Regions from separate parts of the Mus musculus genome. Here all the other regions are linked to region 2. Evidence: chromatin contacts called from public Hi-C and promoter capture Hi-C data. All regions are on one chromosome and are shown on one strand. Each heading gives the region's core, a stretch centred on a gene start, on an enhancer-like site or on the middle of the called end of the contact. The rest is flanking DNA. Distances are from core to core; before and after follow the strand shown. Region 1 holds the start of Nagpa (N-acetylglucosamine-1-phosphodiester alpha-N-acetylglucosaminidase). Region 2 holds the start of 1700037C18Rik (RIKEN cDNA 1700037C18 gene). Region 3 holds the start of Glyr1 (glyoxylate reductase 1 homolog (Arabidopsis)).

What was found. Promoter capture Hi-C pulls out the DNA fragments that hold promoters and counts their contacts. A called contact is a pair of places that touch in the nucleus more often than the background predicts.
Region 1: a promoter capture Hi-C map of liver shows a contact between it and region 2, with 5 times the contacts expected there. The contact joins the promoter of Nagpa here to the promoter of 1700037C18Rik in region 2. A contact is called at or near these places in 4 of 39 promoter capture datasets (cranial neural crest, liver, maxillary cranial neural crest and 1 more), 1 of 484 Hi-C or Micro-C datasets (CD4 T cells) and 1 of 9 other capture datasets (adipose tissue).
Region 3: a contact with region 2 is called in a Hi-C map of CD4 T cells, with 4 times the contacts expected there. The contact joins the promoter of Glyr1 here to the promoter of 1700037C18Rik in region 2. A contact is called at or near these places in 2 of 39 promoter capture datasets (liver and pre-B cells), 1 of 484 Hi-C or Micro-C datasets (CD4 T cells) and 1 of 115 datasets of contacts at active chromatin or transcription factors (microglia).

What each region holds. Positions count from the first base shown.
Region 1 is chr16:5,202,563-5,205,763 of GRCm38.p6, forward strand. It overlaps Nagpa (N-acetylglucosamine-1-phosphodiester alpha-N-acetylglucosaminidase), which reads right to left and starts at 1,450. Exons shown (of 10, transcript NM_013796.3): 1 at 1,335-1,450; 2 at 779-1,237. The coding sequence starts at 1,420.
Region 2 is chr16:3,906,990-3,910,225 of GRCm38.p6, forward strand. It overlaps 1700037C18Rik (RIKEN cDNA 1700037C18 gene), which reads right to left and starts at 1,700. Exons shown (of 3, transcript NM_028484.2): 1 at 1,461-1,700; 2 at 1-205. The coding sequence starts at 1,464. It overlaps Cluap1 (clusterin associated protein 1), which reads left to right and starts at 2,020. Exons shown (of 12, transcript NM_029738.2): 1 at 2,020-2,164. The coding sequence starts at 2,143. It overlaps Gm41410 (predicted gene, 41410), which reads right to left and starts at 1,664. Exons shown (of 4, transcript NR_153801.1): 1 at 1,616-1,664; 2 at 1-205.
Region 3 is chr16:5,048,408-5,051,731 of GRCm38.p6, forward strand. It overlaps Glyr1 (glyoxylate reductase 1 homolog (Arabidopsis)), which reads right to left and starts at 1,503. Exons shown (of 16, transcript NM_001079814.1): 1 at 1,399-1,503; 2 at 343-379. The coding sequence starts at 1,436. It overlaps Ubn1 (ubinuclein 1), which reads left to right and starts at 1,650. Exons shown (of 19, transcript NM_026666.4): 1 at 1,650-2,374.

The sequences.
Region 1 (3,201 bases), core at 200-2,699, 1.3 Mb after region 2:
TGATCATGACAACAAGTCTGGAAGGGAGTCCAAGAGAGGAGCAAGGGAGATGGCTGGAATGTAGAGAGGTTGAAGGACAGAGCCAGGGAAGAGAAACTGCAGGCGCTGGTCACTGGCAGAAGTTTTAGGATCTGTGAAAACCTAAGATCAACAGTGGTGACACTGGCTGATGTTGAAGGATGAAGAACCAGATACATGGGCAGGCCCAGAAATTGCAACCAAGGGCTGAGAAGAGTTGGGGAAAGCCCACTTCCCAGCCTTGGCAAAAAACGGAACCTTGGAAGAGAACTGGAACACCAGATGGCGCTACCTTCTACTCCTGCCTGCCTGCTGTCAACTCTGGCTGCTGTCAAATTTCAAGAAACACAGAAACTTCCAAAGGCTGCCCTCAACAAGCTCCTTGTCTAACCTGGATTTTTATCAGGACAGCAAAAGGCCTCCAGCTAGCTGTCTGGGACTGCTCCATAAACTCTACACTATTTCCAATTGGTTCCATGGCTTCGTTGAACACGAAATGTTTCTCTAATACTACACAAAGTTCACTAGGGCACAAACTGTGTTCAGGCTCACGGTCGCCTCCCCAAGTCCCCACACACGGCCTGATCACAGATTATTCAGTGGCACATGAATAAACTTAAAGGAAGGAAGGTGTCAGCGTCATTACTCGGAAGAAGAAAGACAGGAAGTTTGGTTAGGGACCTGGACTCGGAGGCATGGCTCTGAAAGAACATCAGAGACCCTTTGCCCTCTACAGCCCCGGGGCTCCCTGCCTCCTCACCCGGTGACTATGGTTCCATCGCGTCGGATACCGAACTGCGCGTTCTGCAGTCCCCCTGAGCTGCTCACCAGCCGCCCGTCGCTCACCACGTTCCCCAAGCACTCGCCAGTGCTCATGCGGAAGAAGCCACCGTTCTGAGCGATGCGGCAACCGGCCGGGACGGCTGTGTCCTCCACAGTAGCGCGGCGCTTCTGCGCGCAGCCCCCGGCTCCTCCGGGCTCCAGCACCGAGAAAGTGCGTAGGGGATCGGCGACCCGCGTCAGGTGGCCGGCCACCGCGCGCCCCTCGAAGTGCGACACGAAGGTGCGCACGGCCGCGTGGTGGCTGGCGCCGGGGTTCGTGGGTGGCGGAGGCCAGCTCTCCTGCTCTGGGCTACCTGAGCGCACCCGGGCGCAGTCTCGCGAGGGACGTCTGCGCGCTAGTGGGTAAGGCAGCAGCAGGTCATCGTCGCGGGAAACCCTGCAGGGACGGGGCGATCGTGAGGTCGGAGGGCTGTGCCTGAGAGCGCTCAGGAAAGGTGGACCCCAGCCAGGCTGGCCCCGGCGGCTGCACTCACCCGAAGCTTAGGCTGCACCACGCCACCCCGAGTAAGCCGAGCAGCGCGGGTATGAGGAACAGCCCGGGCCCCCTGGGCGCCGCCATATTGGATTGGTGCTCCGGTCACGTGGGCTCGCCCCACGTGATTCCAGGCCAGGCTGTTGGGTGCTTTGATTACGCATTCGAATTCCATCAGAGAGGGTAAGGCTGGAAGGGAGATAGATAGCTTTTTATTCTCATATTATGTCAAACTTACAGAAAATTGCAAGAACAGATGCTGGGCCTGTGTAAGTCTGTACAGAACTTGCTTCTCGTGCTTAAAGCCCTAGTTCCTTCTGTGTTGCACAAACCAGAAGTGGTGGCCCACGCCACAACCCCAGCATTCAGCAGAGGCAGGAGAATCGGAAGTTAAGAGGTTGGCTATTCTTGGCTAGTTAGTTAGTTTGAGACCAGTCTGGACTACTTGAGACTTTATCTGAAAGACAAGAAGAGGAAAAGGAGCCTAGGGGGTAAGAGGAGGAAAAGATGGAGGAGGAGGAAGAGGAACTTTTAAGAGTGAAGCTCGAGGCCAGCCTGGTCTACAGAGTGAGTTCCAGGACAGCCAGGGCTACACAGAGAAACCTTGTCTCGAAAAACAAAACAAACGAGAGAGAGAGAGAGAGAGAGAGAGAGAGAGAGGCTTGCAGCCCACTCGTGGTGGTGCACACCTTTCATCCTAGCATTTGCTAGACCTGTCTGACTGGATTAACTCTTGTGTTTTGGGTAGCTTGGTTTATCTTCGTTTTTGTTTAATTTTATTTTTGAAGCAGGGTCTCTGATTTATAGGTAGGCTGGCTTGAAATTCAGTGTGTAGACTGGTCTAGAGCCTCTTGCTTCTACCTAATCCCCAAGTGATGGGATTAAAGGCACAGGTCCCCAACCTGGCCCTGTTTTGGGTATCTTAGAATGACAGGTCTCCACTCTTTCCTCCTCTTGACCAGAAGAAACTAGTTTTCCTCTAGGATATAGGAACGACTGGCGAGATGGCACAGCACATAAATGAACTCGCTGTGCAACCTGAGATGAAGACCCTGAACCCATGGAGAGGAGGAAGAAGAGAATTGGCTGTAGAAAGTCTGATCTACATGTGTGCACCACTGCCTATGCACCCACTTGTATCTCACACACAGACCATAATAACTGACTGACTCAAGCTTTCAGGTGACAAGTGTCCTGTGTTATAGTAAGTCCCGAGCCTGGGATCCTCCTGGCGAGTGTCCCCTTGAAGCACGGCTTGTGCTTCAGTGCTGCCTGTCAGAGGCTGCTCTTCTTAGGGCTTACCCAAAGGCAGAGCCCAACGCAAAGTCCAGTTCCTGACCTCCTCAGGGGCATTGTCAATCTAGTAGGTGCCAGGGATTTGAATAGGTTTAAGCCCCTTTCTGTCTACAGTGAGCAGTGTGTGTGCTTGAAACCAGAGCCATGCTTCTTGGGGTCTGTGTGTGATCAGGCTCAGCCATCTGTACTGAGCCTTGTCCTTCCCAAAACTCATGGTCTTTGCAAGGCCTCAGAATGGGTTTCTTTGTATGTCTGGGTTTCTTAGGCACAATTTGTTTAGATGAGGTCATCCTAGAACTCAGGGGATTGCAAACCTAGTCTGACTGCTGTACTGAGAAGAGGCAGATACACACAGGGGAGGCAGGGCCACATGGAGGCATTGCAGCCACTGGAGAGGGGCAGCCACAAGCCAAGTGATGTCTAAGATGTCCAACAGCCACCGCCACTCAGAGGCAGGCAGCAGACTGAGCCCAGATTCTTCTGAGATCTCCAGAGAGCCTGCATGGCTGGCGTGCTAGTTCTTAGAAGCTCACACAGCTAAGAGCCAGCAAACAGCTCTTCACAAATGACTC
Region 2 (3,236 bases), core at 450-2,949:
AGCCAGTGGCTTCCACATTGGCCAGCAGGCTGCATGTGGCCTGGCAGGTAGAGAGCCAGGCTCCGGAGGTGTCGCAGTCGGAAGTTCTTGGGCTTGCTTCCCTGAGCACTGGGGCCCTGCTGCTGCTGGGCCCCCAATCCTCCCTCATAGATGTTGGGTGGTGTGTCAGGGTGGCTGGGGCGTCCTGGGGCCCAGCTCACTGCATCTGCAAGAGAGAGAGAGAGAGCAGGAGGGTGATGGCCAGTGGGAACAGCATCTGGGGGAAATGCAAGTACCAACTCATACGTAGCTTCTACTCCCTGGCTATCCAGTCTTAGTTCCTGTCTATTCCCACTACTCCGCTGCTCCCCTAACAGAGGCGCCCAAGCAGCCCAGGACTTTGGCACTGAGATCCCGTTGAGCACTTCAAGCTCGTTTTGTGCTCTCTACTCTAAAAAGAGTATGCTGGCACCAGTGTATATAAGCACAGTGGGTACAAGAGGGCATGCCTGGCCCAGTCATATAGCCTAGATCAGGAGTTACTCCCTTCCCAAGCATGCACATCCCTGGGCTCTCCCCAGTAGCTTTGGGCCCAGGTTGGGACAGTGTGGCATCTCTGCTGCTGCTCCTCCCTGCAGCCAGGCACCTTCTCTTATTCGAAGCTCAGAGAATGCACAGACCAAGGCTTCCATGGAGGGCCAGTATGGTGGGGGAGGAGTGGCCAGGCCTTCTGTGCAGTAGGGCCTGCTCTCCCCTGTCTAGGGGGTGGATCTGCAGGTCTCCCATAGCAACTGGTCCTTATGATGTCACAGTAAAGACTAGTCTTCCTGGACCTCCTAGTTTGGGAGAGTATGGTATGTCAGGGGCAAGGAGGGAGGCGGGCAAGGGAAGAGACCAGAAACCTAGGGTAAATTTGTTGATGTTAGATTCAGAGCAAGCCACATAAGACAAATTGGCTTTGGTATGCTGGAAAGTCATTCGCTAGGCTTCCTCATTTGTGGCAGGGAGAACGAGGATTTGGAGAACAAACCTGTAGAGATCTGAATCATGCTGAGAAGATGGTTCTGGGTGACACTTGTCTAATTATCCATTTTCTCATAGGTTAAGCAGTATGTAGATAATGCCAATTTTTTTCCTGTGCATTCTGACAAACTGGAACAATTATTCTGCTGGTAGAAATATAAAACTACAGGTTCTTTAGAATCTTAACTCCACCACAACTCTGTTTCATTATAGAAAATTTAGTTCTAGGTTTTACATCTAGGTGTATGAACCATTGTTTTTTACATAGATATTAATTTGCTATGGATTGCTCATTGTTTCAAAACCATTTGTTGCAAAGACTGTTCAAATGCATTGTCCCCCATGTTAGACTAGCCACGAATGTATGGCCCTACCCCACATATTTTTGTCCTTAAGTATCTACTCTTGGTCAGTACCACCGTGTTCTAGCCAAGGGCACCTTTACTTCTTGCACCTACCCATTTTCCTTATCGCCCACCCTTCCTGGCACAGCTCTCCTCTCTCCAGCCCTGCTTTTGTCGCGGTTGTCCTCGACTCGTAGCAGTCACCAAGGAGAGTTCTCTGTAGAGCCTGTGCTGACCCTGACACCCTAGGCGTGGTACACCAGCACTACCTCGCTCCACAGTTTCCAGGGCAACCTCTGGCGCGCGAGTCTGGGCGCCAATTTCCGGCTTGTCGGGAATACTGACTAGCTGTGCGTGCACAAAAGCCTTCCGGGTACAGGTCTCGAATTCTGCCCAGGGTAGGGTATCTTCGTTCCTGTCATTCTGTGGATACTTTATGAGGCTTCGACTGCGGGGTTTAGCTATGCTTTTACAAATACAAAGGAGACTCGGTCACAAAAGGTTATAATGTGCTCCATATATCAGTGAGGTAATGAGAGTTCCAACGGGACCAGAGCCAAAAGCGCTCTCTGAAAGACTATGACGTTGCGCAGCTCGCAAGGTGCTTGGCGCCACCTGTTGGTCTGTGTCCTGCGCTTGCGCTCACCACCCCTCTTCGCTTCCTGTCCTGTTTGGCCTGGTCCGCACGCTGTCCAAGGCCTCTGAGCGTTGCTATAGAGACCGGAGAGCGCTGGGCCTGCGAACTCTACAGAGACGGGCAGCGGCGCCCCAGTGGACTCTTGGGGACCAGAGCGCCATGTCTTTCCGCGACCTCCGCAGTAAGGCTGCACCCGGCTTTCCCGTGGGCTTCCCAGGATCTCGAGACTCCCCTGCCGGACCCCTGCCAGAGCCGTGGGCCCAGGCAGGCCGTGGGTCCCTGGGCCAGCCAGGGGCTGACAGAACTTTACAGCACCTTTGGAAAGTTCGGTCCGTCACTGGCCACGTGTAGCTAGAACACTGGGAATGTGTCTCGAGCCGCTGAAGAACTGAATGTTTAATTTCACCTCATTTTATCTCTGGTTGTCACGGCCACATTTGCAGCCGCATTAGAAAGGTCTTGCGGAAATGGAGACTTCTTCTGCATTTAGTTTGTAGAAAGAACCAGTAAAGCCGAGGAAGTGGCCGGATGAATGGATGGCTAGTGCTGCTAGGTTGTTTTGTTCATTTTTGAGGGTTTGTTTTGTTTGTTTGTATGTTACAATCTGTCACATGCTGTCCTCTATGTGGGCAATATTTCATTTACTCCTAGCAGGTTTGTGCCCTGGTTAGAGATGAAACAGGCAGCAAGAGGTCAAAGTAATTGAACGAGTTGCTTTAGAGTTTGAATCCAGCTTGCCTGAATGCCAAATACTGGGCAGAGAACTTGGCTAGAGAGTGGGGAAGCAGACTACTCTTACTCGTTATACTCTTTGGGGGAAACATCCTTTTTGTGGCAGGTGATTATATTTCACCCTTATTGTTCCTAGTTTTAACTGCAAGTTAAGTAGTATAGCTACCCCTGGTTCACACAGCTAGAGTGATGGGACTGTGTGACCTAAAAAATCTTACTTCACTTACAGAAGAGTAGCAGCTATTAGGGTCGTGTTGTCTAGGGTTTGAGGGTATTTGAAACAGTGTAATTATGACTGTCCCACGTAGTTTTTGATGAGGCTGGCACTTTACTGGGATCATTGAATAGTGATCATTGTACTGGAAAGAATATTTAAAAGGAGTATTTCAGAATTTATACTGATTTATATTTTTTTACCTTAAATAAATGCTGTATAGTGTGTAATCTATGAGACTGTCACCATTTATAACAGTGGAGAACTTGATAGCTACTACTTAGCTAAAAGGAGTGTTTAGGCAAAA
Region 3 (3,324 bases), core at 253-2,752, 1.1 Mb after region 2:
AAATACTTTAGCTTTTCACTAACCTACATTTAGACTTCCCTCTTCCTGGAGAATCTGTTTCTTCATCCTTAGATTTTAGCATGCTACATTTTGATTACAATTGATTTCCAAGATAAAAAACCAACCAATTTCACAAGCCCTCTGACTGAAGTGATTACCTCATATTTAAACACTCTGGTTTATGCTATAACTTTCAAAACCGACTGATAACTGGAGGCAAAACACTACATTTTATCAAAATGAGCCCATTTTAAGTCAGTGTTAGAGAATGGAGGAAATTCAACATGTTAACCCTCTCCCTTAGCTTCAACTACCTTCTTTTAAAACCAACAATGCACTCACCTTTCCTGGCCAGGGAGGATACCGGCCCAGTTTCCCCCTAGAGAAAATAATACAAACAGTCAGAACTTGCCCTGGAAAAGCCAGTCCATCTCCTTCAGCCCACTCAACAAGCAATCTATGCTTCTAACTCTAGGCTGAACAAAAGGGCCAGAACAAAAGCAGGCAAACCAGATGGGTCTTTCACAGCTGGGCTCAGGGCCCTCACATATTACATACAAAACTGTATATATATATATATGTGTGTGTGTGTGTGTGTGTGTGTGTGTGTGCCTGAGATCTGTGCACTCTTCCCGAGAAGGAACATAGAAAAACAAAACCATCAGGACGTCACTGGTCTGGTACCTCCCTGGGAGAGTGTTGGAAACTTCTCTCTGTAAACACAGACTTCCCTAAGACTGATTTAATTCACCCCATGATCGGCTTTCCTTTGACAAATGATCATGGAAACCTTCCTCTAGGTAGGGAAACTACGCAGTTCCAAGGAGACAATGGTCACTCTTGGTTTTGGCTGTTGCAGGGGACACAAGGAACAGAACGAGAGGCACTGGATCACCGCCTAGCCATCATTTGCAAAGGAGAAGTCACCCTCCCCTCGGTTTCTTCATGGGGCAGCGCCGGGCAGTCGGATTTCGCCACCTGGAACCAAGCCTCGAGCCCACGTCTGTCCCAACCGAACGCGGGTATGGACGGCTCTGTCTCTAGCAAGGTATCCTCTCCTGCTTTGAGAGGAGGTCCGGAGAGACCCTGGGACTCCACGCCACGCCAGAGTTCTCTGCAGTGGCAGCTGGAGCCAGAGTTCTAGAGCCGTAACCCTCCCCTGGGATGGCCTCAGGGTTCAGAGCAGGGACCGCCGCGGCCCCTCTCGGCCTCGGTCCCCCGGGGACCGGACAGCCTCTTCCGCTCAAGCGTCGTTCACACCGCGGCGGCACCTCCTCTTCCCCACTCTCCGCCGTCCGGAGTGCATAATAAAACTACTCCTGGGCCAGCTGGCAACCCTGCGACCAGGAAAAGCAGCTTCGCGCCGTCTTTCGTTCAGCGCTGGTCGCCAGGACTCACCACACCAAGTCGCCGAGCCGCAGACTCACAGCCGCCATCTTACCACCCAACCACCGCCGCCGCACGGGCAGCCGGGAACTTCAGGTCGCCGCGGCACCGCCCATTGGAGTTGGCCTGACCACGTGACGGGTGTTTGCTGTCATCCGCCTAGCGGATGCGCTGACGTCACCGCGCCGCGGCCGTCCATTGGACTGCTTGGAGGCACGTGACTTGAGCGCCGCGCTCTCAGCGCGTCGAAGCCCAGAGACTCCAAGCTCCCGCCTCCCCCCTCCCCTCCGGCTCGTGACAACGAAGCATCCGCGGTCCAAAGCAGCGGCGGCGGAGGCGGCGCGGCCGGACTAGCGCGAAAGGGAGCCGACTGTGCTGCCCGCTCGCTTCCGGGACTCTAGACTCATTTCCAGTCTTTCCCGCTGCTTCCGTTACGGCTGTTAGGCAGGCGCGGGCCCCGGGCCGTTGCCGAGCCTGAGGTCCCGGGCGGATAGGTGTTGGAGTCCGGTTGCTGCCCTGACTGACCCTGGCGCGGCCTGGAAGCCAGTCTCGGTCCCAGCCCGGGGCAGAAGAGGCCCCGGTTGCCCGCGAGCCCGCGCTCGGGGCGGGAGCTCCAGACTGCTGAGGAGCGCCCAGCTCGACAGTCGGCTTCCGGAGCGGCGTCCCCGCCAAGCGTCCTCGGCGTCGCCCGACTTGTTTTCTTGGACGTGGACTTGGCATATCTCGGCTCCCCCCGCTGGCTGACAAGAGAAAGCGGCAGTTTGTCGAGAGGCTTCCTTCCCGCGGGCTGGGGAGCCGGCCATGGGCCGCGGCGCGGGCCCTCCGCGCGCCCGCCTGCAGCGCTCGGGAGCGGGCCGCTGAGCCGCGCCGCAACCCGAGGGTCCCGGGCCGGCATGAGGACCACCACGGGGGGACGTCTACGGCCCGCGTCGGCTCTGGGGACAACGGTGAGCGCCGCGGTCTGGTCCAGCCTCCCGCGTTAGCCTTCGTAAGTAGTGTGACACTTTGCAAGAAGTTTTGACAGCTGGAAGACAGGTGACAGTAATGGGAACTGGTACCTGCCGAGGGGCAGGGCGGCTGCCCTAAGTTCCGTAGACCGAGTTGAAGCTCGACTTTGAGCAAGAAAAGTCTCACACCCAAGAAAAGGCGGCAGGAGTCTGTGTCAGGGTGGACTTAACTTACAGCTGTACTTTCTGAAGTCAACGCCTGCTCGGAAGGTGACGGGTTCACGCCCCTTTCCCCAAAGCAGTGTCCTTGTAGAGGCTTTGGTTGTCAATTGCTCTGAGAGATGGTGTGGTGGAGAAGCTGGGTGGTTGACCCCAGCTTGTTTTTTCTTTGGAAGAAGTACCACATTTTTCAAGGACTGTCATTTACATTGTGTGTTAATTAAACACGAACTGACCATTTAAAGTGTATTTAAGATTTCATAAAATTTGACAAATGTTCTTAATTTAGAAATTAGAGTTTTCCAGGAATTTAAGAATATTGTAATGACTTGTCTTTAAATGTAAATCTTTACAACTAAATTTAGAAACAATCCCATCAAAGTCAGGAATAGAACAAAGGATACATTGTCTAATGTCCTGTAATTCTAGTTAATGAAATAAGACAGGAGCCGAGTAGTGGTGGCACATGCACTCAGGAGGCAGAGGAAGGTGGATTTCTGAGTTCGAGGCCAGCCTGGTCTACAGAGTGAGGTTCCAGGACAGCCAGGGCTACACAGAGGAACCCTGTCTCAAGCAAACAAACAAACAAAAGAATGAAAGAAGACAGGAAACAAAAATAAATATAAAATAACCTGTCATTTTTGTAGGACTTTGCCTTTCAAAATAAAAAGGGAAAGCCATTAAATAGGGAAAGAAATTAATGAAAAAATTAGCATACAAGTTTTTCTGTTTTTTTTTTGGTAGTCAGTTCAAAAGTAAATTAGTTAAAAAG